Regions from separate parts of the Mus musculus genome. Here region 2 is linked to region 1. The links are chromatin contacts, called in public HiChIP or PLAC-seq maps. All regions are on one chromosome and are shown on one strand. The core of a region is the stretch at or near the end of the contact, and the rest is flanking DNA. Distances in the headings are between cores, read along the strand shown.

Evidence for each region. HiChIP or PLAC-seq counts read pairs in DNA pulled down with a chosen protein or histone mark.
Region 2: a contact with region 1 is called in an H3K4me3 HiChIP or PLAC-seq map of the 230-238 cell line, with 26 read pairs. The contact joins the promoter of Kynu here to the enhancer-like site in region 1. A contact is called at or near these places in 4 of 39 promoter capture datasets (embryonic stem cells, liver and stem cell-derived epiblast-like cells), 1 of 484 Hi-C or Micro-C datasets (liver) and 3 of 115 datasets of contacts at active chromatin or transcription factors (the 230-238 cell line and acute myeloid leukemia).

The regions. Positions count from the first base shown.
Region 1 is chr2:43,270,778-43,278,015 of GRCm38.p6, forward strand. No RefSeq gene overlaps it. Among named protein-coding and RNA genes, the nearest start is that of Gm30225, 150 kb to the left of the region's middle. Within about 2 kb of position 3,449, at least 32 of the 459 cell types and tissues checked have an H3K27ac peak or open chromatin away from gene starts, as enhancers often do. A contact at or near this core is called in the 230-238 cell line, where this site is marked.
Region 2 is chr2:43,551,660-43,558,897 of GRCm38.p6, forward strand. It overlaps Kynu (kynureninase), which reads left to right and starts at 3,666. Exons shown (of 14, transcript NM_027552.2): 1 at 3,666-3,750.

The sequences.
Region 1 (7,238 bases), core at 2,199-4,698:
CAGGCATGAATGAAATCTATGTTACTAGATGAACCCAAGGTTATTTACAGCAGTAAACAGTCTGAGGTGATAAATTTGAATAATGTCAAAGTTTAAATTGCCCAAACACTGTTAATTACCCATCCATAAGTGATTATTAGGATTCAAAAGGGAAAGGGAAATTGGAAATTTCATTTGCCAATAACACTTTGAGAATATAAAATATAAGCCAGTGTAACAGTGCCTCCAAGTGGCACTCATCAAGATCTCTGCAATAAATTAAATATGAAATCTAAATGCTTCCGTAACAATAAACCAGAAGCACAGCTCCCACATTTTCCATTCCAGTTACTTATACCTTTTTTCCATAGTATTTATGATTTCCATTTATTGAAAATCCATTGATACCATTAAATCTCCATCTTAAGACCCATTACTTCTCAGAATATTAAATAGATCTAAAAAATAATATATTTTCCATTATACTTGAGGAGTAAAACCTATTTGCCCATATTTGCTAGAACTCCAATGAAAAGATTTAAAAAAAAAAAAAAAAAAACAAAGTCTCTTCTACCAGCCAAGGAATCTCAGAAGCGTGGGCTTTAAATCCCTGCTCCTCCAATTGTACATGAAAATGTGAGCTATGGGATGCCCCCAATGTCTCCTCAGATAGCATGGGAAGTAATGGCCTGCAATCTGCAGACTTGTCTCCACATGCTGAGGCTGCCAATCGACTCTGCTTACCTTACAGAATGTGTAGAACATGGCATTACCTCATTTTTCTGTAAAAGATATATTTAAACCAGCCCAGCCCAACCCCTCAAAAAAAAAAAAAAAAAAAAAAAAAAGGTACTGGAGCTTACAACACAAGACAGAGTTGAAGTGTGTGTTCCTGGAAGGGAGTCCTGCAGTAAAGTTTCTTTTCCAACTGGTTTCATCCTAAAGTGTATCTGTTGCCATCATTATGACAGCTTCCTTTTCTCATTTCACACAGATAATTTCTATAAGCCATTTTTTCTCTTTTGCAGAGATGGAAGGCCAATACCACTCTCTACTAATTCATTTCTATTTTTCTCTTGTTTGCTTGTTTTGTTTGGTTTGGTTTGGTTTGGTTTTGATTTATCATTTCCTTTTCTCCCCGTGTTGATATTGGACCAGAAATATTTCTTGAAATTAGTCATCATTGGATATTCACTCTCACCGGTTTTTTCAAGTTGCCTTGTTCACATAGGATTCATGCTGTGTGGTTTCCTTTCTTTGCTTTCCCCATGTGAAAACCAAATTCAGCTTTAACTTCTTGCCAAAATTCTTCTCATCCAAGGAGATTTCAGGCAGTGGCAGCTTTTGGTGGTGTTTCATTACCTGCCGATCAGAGTCCATGTCAGATTTTCATTAGTACAGTATTTACTCTGTCTCTCGGATCATTAATGAGATTTCAGACACGATCGGGCTGACATTCGTTGCTAGGGACTCCGTGAACACGACGTTATTTACCATTACTCGGATCCCAGTCAATCTCCAGATTTTAAACATTATGCCAATGCACAAGGCTGAGCCTATTTAACTGCTCTTAATAAAAGCTGTCACAGAGCTTTAATGAGGCACATCTACAGTCAGCTAATATCTATACAATAAGGTCTTCTCCATACATACAGCTGTTAATCCCACTGATCTCTCCCATAATTAGCCAGTCACATGTTTACTTTTCCCAAGGTGAGGCACCAGAGCTTTTTCCTTCATACTTAATTTATTTTGTCTGTGATGGAGAACATTCATTAAACTTCAGGAATACCTCTTGGCCTTGTAGAACATTAACAAATGTTTTTTTTAATTAGGTATTTTCCTCATTTACATTTCCAATGCTATCCCAAAAGTCCCCCATACCCTCCCCCCCACACTCCCCTACCCACCCACTCCCACTTTTTGGCCCTGGCATTCCCCTGTACTGGAGCATATAAAGTTTGCAAGTCCAATGGGCCTCTCTTTGCAGTGATGGCCAACTAGGCCATCTTTTGATATATATACAGCTAGAGTCAAGAGCTCAGGGGGACTGGTTAGTTCATAATATTGTTCCATCAGCTTTCAAATGCTGACACCATTGCATACACTAGCAAGATTTTGCTGAAAGGACCCAGATATAGCTGTCTCTTGTGAGACTATGCTGGGGCCTGGCAAACACAGAAGTGGAGAGGCCCATTGGACTTGCAAACTTTATATCCCCCAGTACAGGGGAATGCCAGGGCCAAAAAGTGGGAGTGGGTGGGTAGGGAAGTGGGGGTGGTGGTATGGGGGACTTTTGGGATAGCATTGGAAATGTAAATTGCGAAAATACCTAATAAAAATATTAATTCTAACAAAAAAAATTCTCACCTGAGGAATACTGAATGGCAGAGAAGCACCTGAAAAAATGTTCAACATCCTTAATCATCAGGGAAATGCAAATCAAAACAACCCTGTGATTCCACCTCACACCAGTCAAAATGGCTAAGATCAAAAATTCAGGTGACAGCAGATGCTGGCGAGGATGTGGAGAAAGAGGAACACTCCTCCATTGTTGGTGGGATTGCAAGCTTGTACAACCACTCTGGAAATCACTCTGGGGGTTCCTCAGAAAATTGGACATAGTTTTATTTTTAATATATACACCAAAATATAGTTTGGTATACATATCAAAATTCAGATTATATAAATAAAAATTCAATTTATGGTTTTTTTTTTTGAAAAATTTAGCAACATAATTCCAAAATTAGCACCAATAAAATAAAATTAAGCATATCTTCTTGGACTTACAATAATTAAATATATGAATAGTTAAAACCAATTTTAAAAGACATAAGAGAAAAAACTCAGAGTCTCACAATCCTGTAAATAAAATTGGTTATATGATATTTTATTGAGTTTAATAATCATTCTTCTATATAGACTACACATTAAACTAAACACTAAATTCATATAACAATAACTGATCATTACATGCTTTTCAACTATTGTTTTATGCTAGAGTAAGGGGAAGATAAAAATCAATACTTTGAGCTGGGTGGCAGAGGCTCATACTTTTAATCTCAGCACTGGAGAGGCAGAGACAAGTAGATCTCTGTGAGTTCAAGGCCAGCCTCCTTTACAGAGTGACTTCTAGGACAACCAGAGGTATACAGAGAAGCCCTGTCTGGAAAAAAACAAACAAAAAATATATACGTTTTATTCATGTCCTAAATGAGAATGGTAGGGTATAATAATATTAAAGTTAGGACCATAAGAAACATATGCATTTGAAAATAAGTTTCTTAGAAACTATTGAAATTTTACTGATTATTGGTTCATAAAGTCTTAATTTTTTCATGTGATTTTTAGGACCCTAGCTGGACTGAAATACATTGAATGATGGCAAATGCCAGCAAAGCAAACAAGGCACTCGTTACGAAATAAATGTGGTCTGAGAAGCCTGAGCTACACTTCCTTAAATGTGACTCCTGTGTGAGCTCCTTCAGAACTACCACATCCTGTCAATTACTGAACCATAGGCTCTGAGAAAAAGACAGTTATTAACTTTCCATGTGCATTTTCACCCAACTGTTTTTGAGAACTCTTGTTTGAGAATCAACATAAACAATGTATGAGTGAATGAGCAAATGAATAAATGAAAAAGAGGCAGTTACATACCTTCACTACTGCTCAGTACTAGAAATATCACATGCACTCTTATTGAGCTATGGAAGATTCCTTCCTAGGGATGATTTGAACTGGTTATCATAATTAATAAAACTTGATGACAATAGAGTGATTCAATTTGTCTGATTATGTTTCTTATGACTGATATTTTATGGTTAGTTAATGAAAAATCAACCAAATTATAACCATGTTCTACAAATTTTAAATGACAGTAGCTAAGTTATTCTAAGTATTGTTTATACAGAAACCATATGCATATACATATATATGCATACTTTATGTCAGTTACTATTATAGAAATCTGTCAGGATATTTCACAAAAAAACATTCAACAATGGAGGTGACTTGAATTCTATGTCACATAAAGCCATGAACATGTGAATTCTATGTCACATAAAGCCATGATAAAGTGCTAAAAGGTTTAAGGACATACTTCGTTAGTTGTTCCAGAGTGTATTCTGTTACTATTATACAACATCAAGCAAAAGTCACTTAACTTTAAACATTACAGTCAAACAGGCAGGAGCTTAACGTAAGAGCCTGGAGGCAAGAACTTACGCAGAGACCATAGGGGCATGTGGTTTACTGGCCTACTTCTCTGGGAAGCTCAGCTACTTCTTATATACCCTAAGCTCATTTATCTGGAACAAGAACCTCTACTATTGAATGGTCTCCCATATATCAGTTACCAATCAGAAAAAAAAATGCTTCCCCGAGGTGCCCATAGCCTGATTGGGTGGAGACAACTTTTCAATTGAATTTCTTTCTTCCTAGGTGAGTCTAGTTTGTGTCAGGTTAAAACATATTAAGCAACACATGAGTCACACTGTACTTCTGAATGTATTTGTCAAAACAGGATAGTTTGATGAAGATGTCTGGTTGAAAGGGCAAATGTAGCTTTAAATGTTCATCATAAAACTTGTCAATGAAGCCATCTAAGATAGATCATTTTATTTCTTCTTTTCCAAAATGAAAAATAATGCTTTCCTAGTGGGCAGTTTCCAGCAGAAGGTTGATTAAATGAGACAGTAACTCAATGCCTGGAAACTAGTGAAGTCTTCACACATGATGTTGTTTTAAAACTATGGTTTAACTCAACCACAGTGCTTAGAATCTGAAGATACTTCATGGAGCTTCTAGTTGCAGAAAATATCTAATATTTTTCTCTACTGTAATCAAACACAATTGTAAGTTAATGTGGACAATACTAAGTGCAGAATTTCATATTTACATCATAAATTTCTGTGATTCTGTGACATTTTTCCAGTAGAAATGGTAGATTATGAAAGAAAGAAATGTGAGAAGTGTGTGTCCATATGCCCACTAGGGCTTTTTAAGTGAATCTTGATCAGGCAGGAGGAAGCTTTCATTACTAGGAGGAAGGTCCCTGGTGCAGATAATCATGTGATGTTTGAAATTTTAAGACAGAAATTGTCAATATAGTCCAGGCAAAGAGGATGCTAAAGAAAACAAATGATACATACAATTCTAATATCAATATTAATCTTTATAGTTGACATTGAAAATGATATTTAGAGGTGGTAAGATATGTCTGGTCATAATCATTCATGGAAGTAAAACTAAGGAGAAATTCCATACAAAGTTATCAGCACTTAATGTGTTGAAAACTGACACAATACAACCATATATCTAAAGAAATCTCAAATACTGGACACCCAGAAAAGTACTTTAGCTATCCCTTTAGAGATTGCACTACTATAAAATTTCATCAAAATGTATAAATCTATTAGAAAAAAATATGAAAAAGATGCAGTGCATAGAAATACTACTGATATTTAAAGAGGAAACTCTCATGCATGTGAGAAAACGTATTATGAAGGGTTTCTCTAATTAGCTGTTACATTTTATGTGAAAGGGACAAGGCCTAGCATTCTTAAGTTTGATTTATGATTCAGGTGGATATCCACATTTCTAAAACCACTTTAGAAATATGACCATCTGACTCTAGTAGACTCTTGAATCAAATATTATAAAGTGCCAAGTATAAATCAACAGGTTTAGTTAGCAAAAAAGTAATCAGTAGAAGCTTAAAAGAGTAAGAAAAAGGATGTCTGAAAATAGAAGAGACAATAGGGGAAAAAGCAGTTGAAATTCTGAGAGCCTTAGCAGGATACACATGTAACCACATGTGGATCAAAGGTAAACTGTTAGAGATATTCTTACCCACAAATTATAATGATGCATCCAGAAAAAGTAAAATGTAGGCTATATTTGGGTTAAAATGAAGAGAAAAATTACAAATATGGAGAAAAATTCATTTTATAGTAAGTTAAATTGAACTTCATCATAAATTATTTTCTTTTTATTGACAACTTGTAAAATTTTTCATTTTAGCAGTTTACAGACTTACACAGGTTGTATGTACTAAATGATTTTTTTTTACTCAGAAAAAAATCACAACTAAGCTTACCTAACCTCTAGAGTTCACTATAATTTTCATGCTCAAAAGAAATGAAAAAAGGGGGCGGGGCATGAGATTATGTTGGCAGAAACGATCCCACTCCTAACACTAGCCCTTGTTTGCATCTTCTGTTTCCCACTGTAGAAATGATGTAGCCCCCTAGGGAACAGTGTGTGAATACATCACATAAACACTGATGAGATTGCGTGCCAAAGCAGACATGTGGGCATCTCTCTCAAGTCAGTGACTTGCAGAAAATCTTTTAGGTCACATTTTATATATTTTAAAAACTCCTGGGGCTGGTGAGATGGCTCAGTGGGTAAGAGCACCCGACTGCTCTTCCGAAGGTCAGGAGTTCAAATCCCAGCAACCACATGGTGGCTCACAACCATCCGTAACGAGATCTGATTCCCTCTTCTGGAGTGTCTGAAGACAGCTACAGTGTACTTACATATAATAAATAAATAAATCTTTAAAAAAAAAAAAAAAAAAAAAAACTCCTAGGAGTGCTATTATCCTTTTGCTTCTCATGGAATTTTTCTGTTGTATCACTAGTTGATACAATATTCTTATGCTATTATGCCTCAAGCCAAATATATTCACCGCAGCAATACACAGGTTTACAATGTCTTACAATAACTTACCTAATACTTAAAAATAGTGCAAGTCACTTCTTAAAATTTATCTCTAAGTTTGGACAATAGAAATGAAGATGATTTCAGTGATATCTTTAGAGTGGTATTTCAAATACTTCAAATAATTGTGTTCTATTACTTGAAATTTAATAGTAATCCAAAACAACAATTAAGTAAAAAATTATTTCCTCGGTAGGATAATAGGATTTGAGGAGCCTTTCTGCACTAAATAGAAGAGAAGGCTGCTGCATAGCTGGCAAGTTGAATAGGTTCTTGTTTTGCTCCTATTCATGAGACTATAATAGGAAGAGGTAAAACACAGAGTACTATACTTCAAGAACATAAAAATGAATAAATAAATAACCCTGGAGGGGTTGTCCCTTGTTTGTTAGCTTAGTTTCACTTATTTTTAGTGTGGTAGATTCATCCTCAAACTTTCTCAATGGTTTTCTGGTCATTGTATAAAAACAAAATATTTTACATGTTGCACTGGCTGAAAATATTATTTTAATTAAAATTTACCCATCTCTATT
Region 2 (7,238 bases), core at 2,416-4,915, 280 kb after region 1:
TGAAGTCAGGAACTAGAAAGAGCTACTTTCCTCCATCTCCTCAGTCAAGAGCAAAAAGAAATAAATTCATGAATTCTGGCTTGCTTGCTTACACTCAGTTCAATTTCTCTACCCTGATACACAGTTCAGCATCCCTGCTTAGGGAATGGTTCCACTCACCATGGTCTGATGGTCTGAGTCTTCCTGCAGCAATTAACATAAGACAATACTCCGCAGATATGCCCACAGATCAACCCAGTGTAGATAATGCCATTGTGAGACGCTCACATTTGATTCTAAGTTTCGTTACAGCTAATCATCAGATGCCATCACTTGTATCAATTCTTTTCATCGGAAGAGTAATGTTGAGTTCAGTGGTGTGTGGGAACCACAATGCCATTTATCTCTCAGTCACCCTGAATGGAATTCCAAACCATTTGAATTAAAGTACTCATTTATTTCTAGAAAGCAGGGCAGATAATGAAAAGAGTTGACTATAAGTCTATTCTTAAATGTTCATGAACTGTAATGTGAACTTCAATAGTATAAACCTGTAGGCAAAATCCACAAAGTCCTGAATTCTCATTTTAACACTGGCTTGGAGGAAAGTGGAACGTCACCTACAAATTAATAGCAATAAAATTATTCCTGCATGATATACGGGAACATTTAGTCATTTGGACAACAAAAATATATTTTAGAACGTGTACAGAGTTAGTTAATATGTCACTCATGAGCTATAAAATATAATTTGAGAGTCCTGGATTGACTCCAGATTCGCAAGCATGCTAAGCACGCACTCTAATCCTAACATGCTCCTTACAACTCTGCTAAAAAGTTTGAGACAAAGTTGAAATGAACAGTGAATCAGGAAAGACGCTACATAGAGTAAGATCGAAAGGGTGAAGAATCTCTGCGAAAACTAAAGGAAGCAATGTTATCTATAGCCATCTCTGTATACTGAGAAGATAGATAGTGACAGACTAGGGTAACCAGGTATCTTGTCTCTTGTTATCCTACATCTGATCTCTTAAAGCTCAGGGGTTGCTTACTGGAAAGTCTGATAAATACTAAGCTGTTTTAGCCAAATCCTAAAAGAATGTACTTCAAGAAGCAGGAAGGGAAAAATTTCCAAATTTCTCATCTGTAAATAGGCAAAAACACAAGGGAAAGAAATTGAGTGAAAAACCCAGTTAAGGTGTCGATTTTCCTGAGGAGAATGCAATAGGCAGGAAGAAGCCATGTTGAGCCTTGCCAGAGAAAATTACACTTTGGTTCCAAAAATGGATTCATGAGACAGAAATGCAAAGTGCCCAGTAGGTACAAAACTACTATAGGACTTCCAGTTAAAGATTGATGATCAAACAAGAAAAGCATGGGAATGGATAGAAAAGAAAGGAATGTTGTGAGATAATAAAGTCAATTTGTATGTCACAGAACAGAAGAGAATTTGAAAACATACCCTTTGTACAACACAAAAGATATCTGTAATTAGAAGATAGATGATAGACTAGTGATAAGTAGATAAACTATAGATAGATAGATAGATAGATAGATAGATAGATAGATAGATAGATAGATGATAGATAGATAGATAGATAGATAGATAGATAGATAGATAGATAGATAGCAGAGTTCTTATTATTGTATATACATCAGGAAATAAAAAAAACAGTGTTACATAACAGGGTAAAATCTCCAATGTAGAAGCTCATGAGTTCAAAGCCAACCAAAAGCCCCAGCATCCCTGAAGCCAAGAGCGTGTACATATGCACAAAGTAGGAATAGACACAAGGGAATGACCCTTAATGGAATGAGGATTCAAATGTCATAAATGAAGATCGGTTGACATAAAGGTACAAACTAGAGGAAAGCATTTCTAAGTTCAGACTTATGTTATTTAGGATAACAAGATATAACCAGAGCTATGCCTTGCTTAGTGTCCAGCTAGACATGCAAGATTACCATAACCCAGAGCAGTTATAGCTCCACAACTCTGAGCAAAATATATCTCCCTGATTCTGGATAATGAGATGCAAATCCAAGACTACCTGTCAGGACAATAGATTTCCCCTGCTCTAACTGTCTATACCAAAGTGGCATGTGCATATCATAAAACTTTTTTTAATTAAATACAATGATAATTTCGTAATATTGAACATTTAAGGGAACTGGAAAATAATTTAAATTATTAAATATAACCAGTGGGGTAAAGTGAAAGGACAGAATACAAGAAGGAGAAAGAAAAATAGGAGCGATGAACAGAACCAGGCCTCAGGTGCAGAGTCTGCACGCACTACAATAATTGCTCAAAGACTTACCAAATCCATGGCAGCAAGACTGTGACCTGTCTGTCTTTATTTTTCTCTTCAAACCTAGTCAACATGGGGATATGGCGTTCTCTCCTGCAGAGCAGAACAAATTTTCTAAATTTCTAGTGACACAAGACACGAGATGATGGAAAATGAATAGACATATTACAAGCTTTAGATTTTTTGATCCAATTCAAATGAGAATTTTGTAGTTTATGAGTTTAACAGTGGTCAGTAAAGTATCTCCAAGTCGCCTCATGGCATCTATTGTCCTCTTCTAGAAGTTGGGGACAGTACACTTTGTCTGGGTAATTTGATGACAAAAAAGAATGTGTCGAATGGATTTATGTGTCATGGTACAGTGCTTTTCCCCTTGAATTGTTTTTCTCTCTCAATAATCTTGTAAGGAAGATGTGTTTTCTGTTTATCAGGTAGATAGGAGCCTGAGCTTGGGCTACGGTTCAGTGACTTGTCCAGGATTACAGTGAGGACACACAGAGAGGACTGAAAAGGGCCTTGCAGAGGGTGACATGCTGTGGGCTTAGACAAGGCACAGGAGCAAACACGCAGCAACCGAGGCAGTCTCTTCTGTTGTCATTATTCTGAAAATCTTGGGTCTTAGTTTTTATGCCTAATAGGTATTCCTCAAAGGATCCAAGCTCAGATTAGGACAGGAGAGGCAGCTCAAGGATCAGCATTTAAAGAAATAATTAACCTTAATAATATTTTCCAGGCTTCCTTTCATTTGGATTTCCAAGTTCTAACTCTTTCTGTGGTTAATCATACTATCAAGATTTATGACCTCAAAAATTTTAAAGTCCATTTATTAGGCAGTAAAATATTTCGAGGAATTAGTGGACTATATTAATTTTTCTTTTGCAGCAAAGTCCTCTGCCTTTAGGACTGAGCACTTGAGTCAGTGGTAGGTACCACCACACACAGTTTATTTTAAACTTTTGCATAAAACCTGTATTCACTATAAGTCAAAAACCCTGCAATCAAAGTTGATCAGTGGTTCATTGTCTCAAAATCCAGGAGAAATGTGTCCAGAGTTCAAGGAGAGCATTCCTCTGGGTTTGGGATGTTTCAGAGCACAGATTGAAAATAAAGGCAGATGTTGGAGTTCAGCTCTCTGACACAGTGCTCACAGCAGAGCTCCACATAGGTCAAGCAAGTCTCTGCAGGGGTCTAGAACCCACAAGGAAGAATTGGAAGAAGCTGTCAGCAGAGCCAGATGTTTGGCAACCTGGGGTGGGGCTGGGGGAGGGGCAGCATTTTGCTTAGCTTGTGTCAGTGGTTAGAAATTTGCAACCTGATTCAACAGGGTGGGAGGAACTAAAGTTGACAGGCAAAATCCCCACAGGGTGGAGAAGTGAGCAGTTCTTTGGCTAGCTGGGGACAAAGAAAGATCCAGCATCCTCTGAGAAGGTACTGAAGACTACTGTCTGGATCTGAGCAGGTAAGCAGAGAAGAGGTCTGGCTCTGAAGATAAACAGACATTCGCTTCTCCTGTACTTTTCCAAATGGAACTTCTCTCTACTAATAGGGTACAGTCCTTTGGGGATTTCTTTTTCTGTTTTTTTCTTACTGTATAAATGATCTTCATAAACAAACCCGGCATGACCTCCCTTAAAGCCTGTGCCTCGAAACCCAGGCTAGAGAGAACGAACGGATGAGGTTGCAGTCCCAGCAGGTTAGCCAGCCCTCACTGCGGGTTTAAACGGTCAGGAGAACAAGCCCAGGTAAAGAAAAGCCGTGTTTAAAGGAGCTTTCTGATTTCTGGTTTTGTATGTTTGTGTGTCACATTAACATTTAGAGAAGTGAAAGTGGATTTTCTTGAGGGGGACTTTCTTCCCCTTTTATTTTCTAGAGCATTTGGCCTAAGAATAGATTTTTTTTCCTGTATTTGCTAGACAGTTTTTTTTTCTTCCCAGCGTTAGGAATGTGGGAACAAACTCCAGGATCTATTGCTCAGCTAGGCTGGTTGTACTGTGATGTCACATAATTCTCAGCGAGAGTCCTACAGAAGCAGGCTTTGTTGCAGGTGTATATCAACTTTTTACTTCCCCCAGTGAAGTATGAATGTATCTTTACTAGCTTCTAAACTTTGACCTTGGTATCCAATTTCCTCACTTCAGGGTGGGAATGACCCTTTGCTGTGCAAAGATTAGCTACTGAGGACTGGGTTACTGATTGACCTGGTTGACCTTAGACCGGCAGGGTCAGGAGGAGATCTTTAATTTGTTATTCTTTCATTACAACTGATCAGATTTTGGTAAGTGCAATCTTTTACCTGGGAAAATGCAGCTAATAAATAAAACCACGAAGACGGAATTTTCAAAATTTCAAGCCTCAGTATAATTCGAGGACAAAAATCAATTTCCATCAACAAACACTAATCTTTAAAACTATTATGGGCATGCCTCGTGAGTGTGACTTGATGCTGTAGTCTTCTTTAAAAAGTTAAATTGAGCTTTATTTTATATAACAATGGCCGAAGAGTGTTCAGGTGACCTGCACGCCAGCACATGACATGTTCGTTTACCCTTGTAAAATTATACCATGCTAAATACATGAGATATGACATTTGACAGTTATTATAAACTAGGAGTTAATGTCTTTATTTTCAAACGGATCATGTCAATTTACTTGCAAATGATAAGCCTAAACAAGGCGTAAAATGATGTTTTGAAGTATTAATTGTCTTAGCTGGTGGTATGAATGCAGAATTAGGTAGCAATTAGTGCGAGCTAATCAGTTCTCTCTCTTGAGGCAAAGGCCTTGAATGAGCATTGCAGCCTGCGGGACCCTGTGAACAGAGGGGTGCCCCAGAAGGAAACACCATTTCAGGGAAGACATCCCTGTGTCTACTACTATCTCCAATAGAACAAGCCCAGGAGTGTAAAGAGCTACACTTTTGACTCAAGGGATTAGATTTTCCTATAAAGGCATAAAGGCCTGTGCCTGCAACCCCAGGATTAGGAAGCAGGAGATACATGGACTCCAGATAAGCCAAAGCTGCATCATGATGCTCTGTTCCCAAGTACTTTTTAAAAAGGAAATAAATTCCCCTGCAGACCAAGCTGCTGTATAGAATTTATGTGGAACTGAAAAGAGAAAACAGAGAAAAGGAGAATAATTGAAAGCCATTGATTTTCATACTCAGAAAACAGACTAAAAGGAAATGAGAGGCTCCTGCGAGCAGGGGATTTTCTTCCTCTGAAAATGGGGTTTTCTTCCTCTGAGGAGGGGTTTTTCTCTGTGTGTCTGACTGCGTGCCTTCTCAAGAGAGGCCCCGTCTGTCCTGCACTCTCAGATACACTTGGCTATAAGCATTGCCTCAGCCTCTGAGCCCACTTTTAAATCTGTTGCAAACATACTAACACATTTCTTGTTTGTTTGCTTTGGGATAGGGTCTTGCTATAACATCAAGGCTCATGATCCTTCAGTGTCTTCCCCAGTAAGATTACTGAGATACTAGAAATGCACCACCACACCCAACATGATGTGCATTGTTGCCATGAAGTCAGAAGCATTATTTTACCTTTTCAGAGTTATATGCCTGAGTCATAGTAGATGCTCAATAAACATTTGTAGAATCAGCAGTTGAATAGCTAGCTACCTTTTTCACATTTAGAAGGTGTCTACAGTTGTTCACATTACCCATGGCTTTCTCATATCGCTTTGTCGTATGCTAAAATAGTTGTAAGTAACCAGGAAGACCATTTTTAGATGGCTGTTGCTGCTGTTTAAGGCAGCCATATTATGTAGTACAAGCCGGCCTGGAAGGCACTGTATGACTCAGGATGATGTTGAAAGGAAGGAAACACTCTTGCCTCAGTCTCCCAAGTGCTGAGATTATAGGCAGAAGCAAACACTCCTAATTTTATATGTGGGTATTGCTCTTCCAGTCTTTCACAGATTGAAGGAATGTAGCAAAGTTAAAAAAATAAATGGCCACAGAAGACTGCGCAATGTTAACAAATACTCTCTGTGAGGATAAGGGAAGGCTGCTTGGAACATGACAGTGAAGTAACCTAGGAATTGAAATAATCCCACTCAGAATGTACTTGTCCCCAAAGATATATAGTAAAGCTCTCCAACTAACATCCGGAAGAACACGAGGCAGACTCTGAGTTTCACTACAGTGGTTTCTCTAATTGTGTGTCCTATGATCAGACAGAGAAGCACATCCTCCTAGGAGCCGCTGATTCTGCCTCTTACACAGCTCACTGAGCTGTTTGGCTACTTCTGTTCAGCTGTCATCTCCATCTAGAGAAAAACTTACACAAACAATGCTGCTTATAACAATGGTGTGACTATCGTGTGAAATTAAACACGATGCAGCGCCAATAGAATAGACTTTAACCAAGCTGGGAAGAATTCACTGAAACAGGTCTGTGGTAGGAACATGCCTCACAGCAAAGCCAAAGCACTTCCCGGGACGTTTAGGGACAGCCCTGAACAGGCTCCAGGAGCTTCTCACAGAGCTCACTGTCCACAGCAACGTTCTGTGATTCTCAACACAGGGCCAGACTGTATTTTTTAGGAATCTTCACTGTTCCGTCCCAACAGCTCACTGCCATTTGCAGCTGGAATCAATTTCCATGATTTAATAATCAATACTTCTGTTTTACTGTAAAACTCAAAATGACTCTCTTGTGACCATATGCTCTTGAGTCCCGATATTTTATAGCTTCTTTCTGATTCTTTGAAATTCATGATCTTGTTTCTACCTGAATGAGTCAATGTCTATCACGGTTCAAATTCCTGGAAGAATTTGGTGTTATGCTCAGCTAAGTAGTATGCCACTGCCTCAACAGAGCTGCAACAAATCACTCACAGACAGCAATGCATGGTAAAATGTTCAGTCAAGATCTAACCAAATGTGACAAGGCAACTGGTGAAGCCAGTGGAAAGACACAGTCATCTCTGCTTCTCACATCA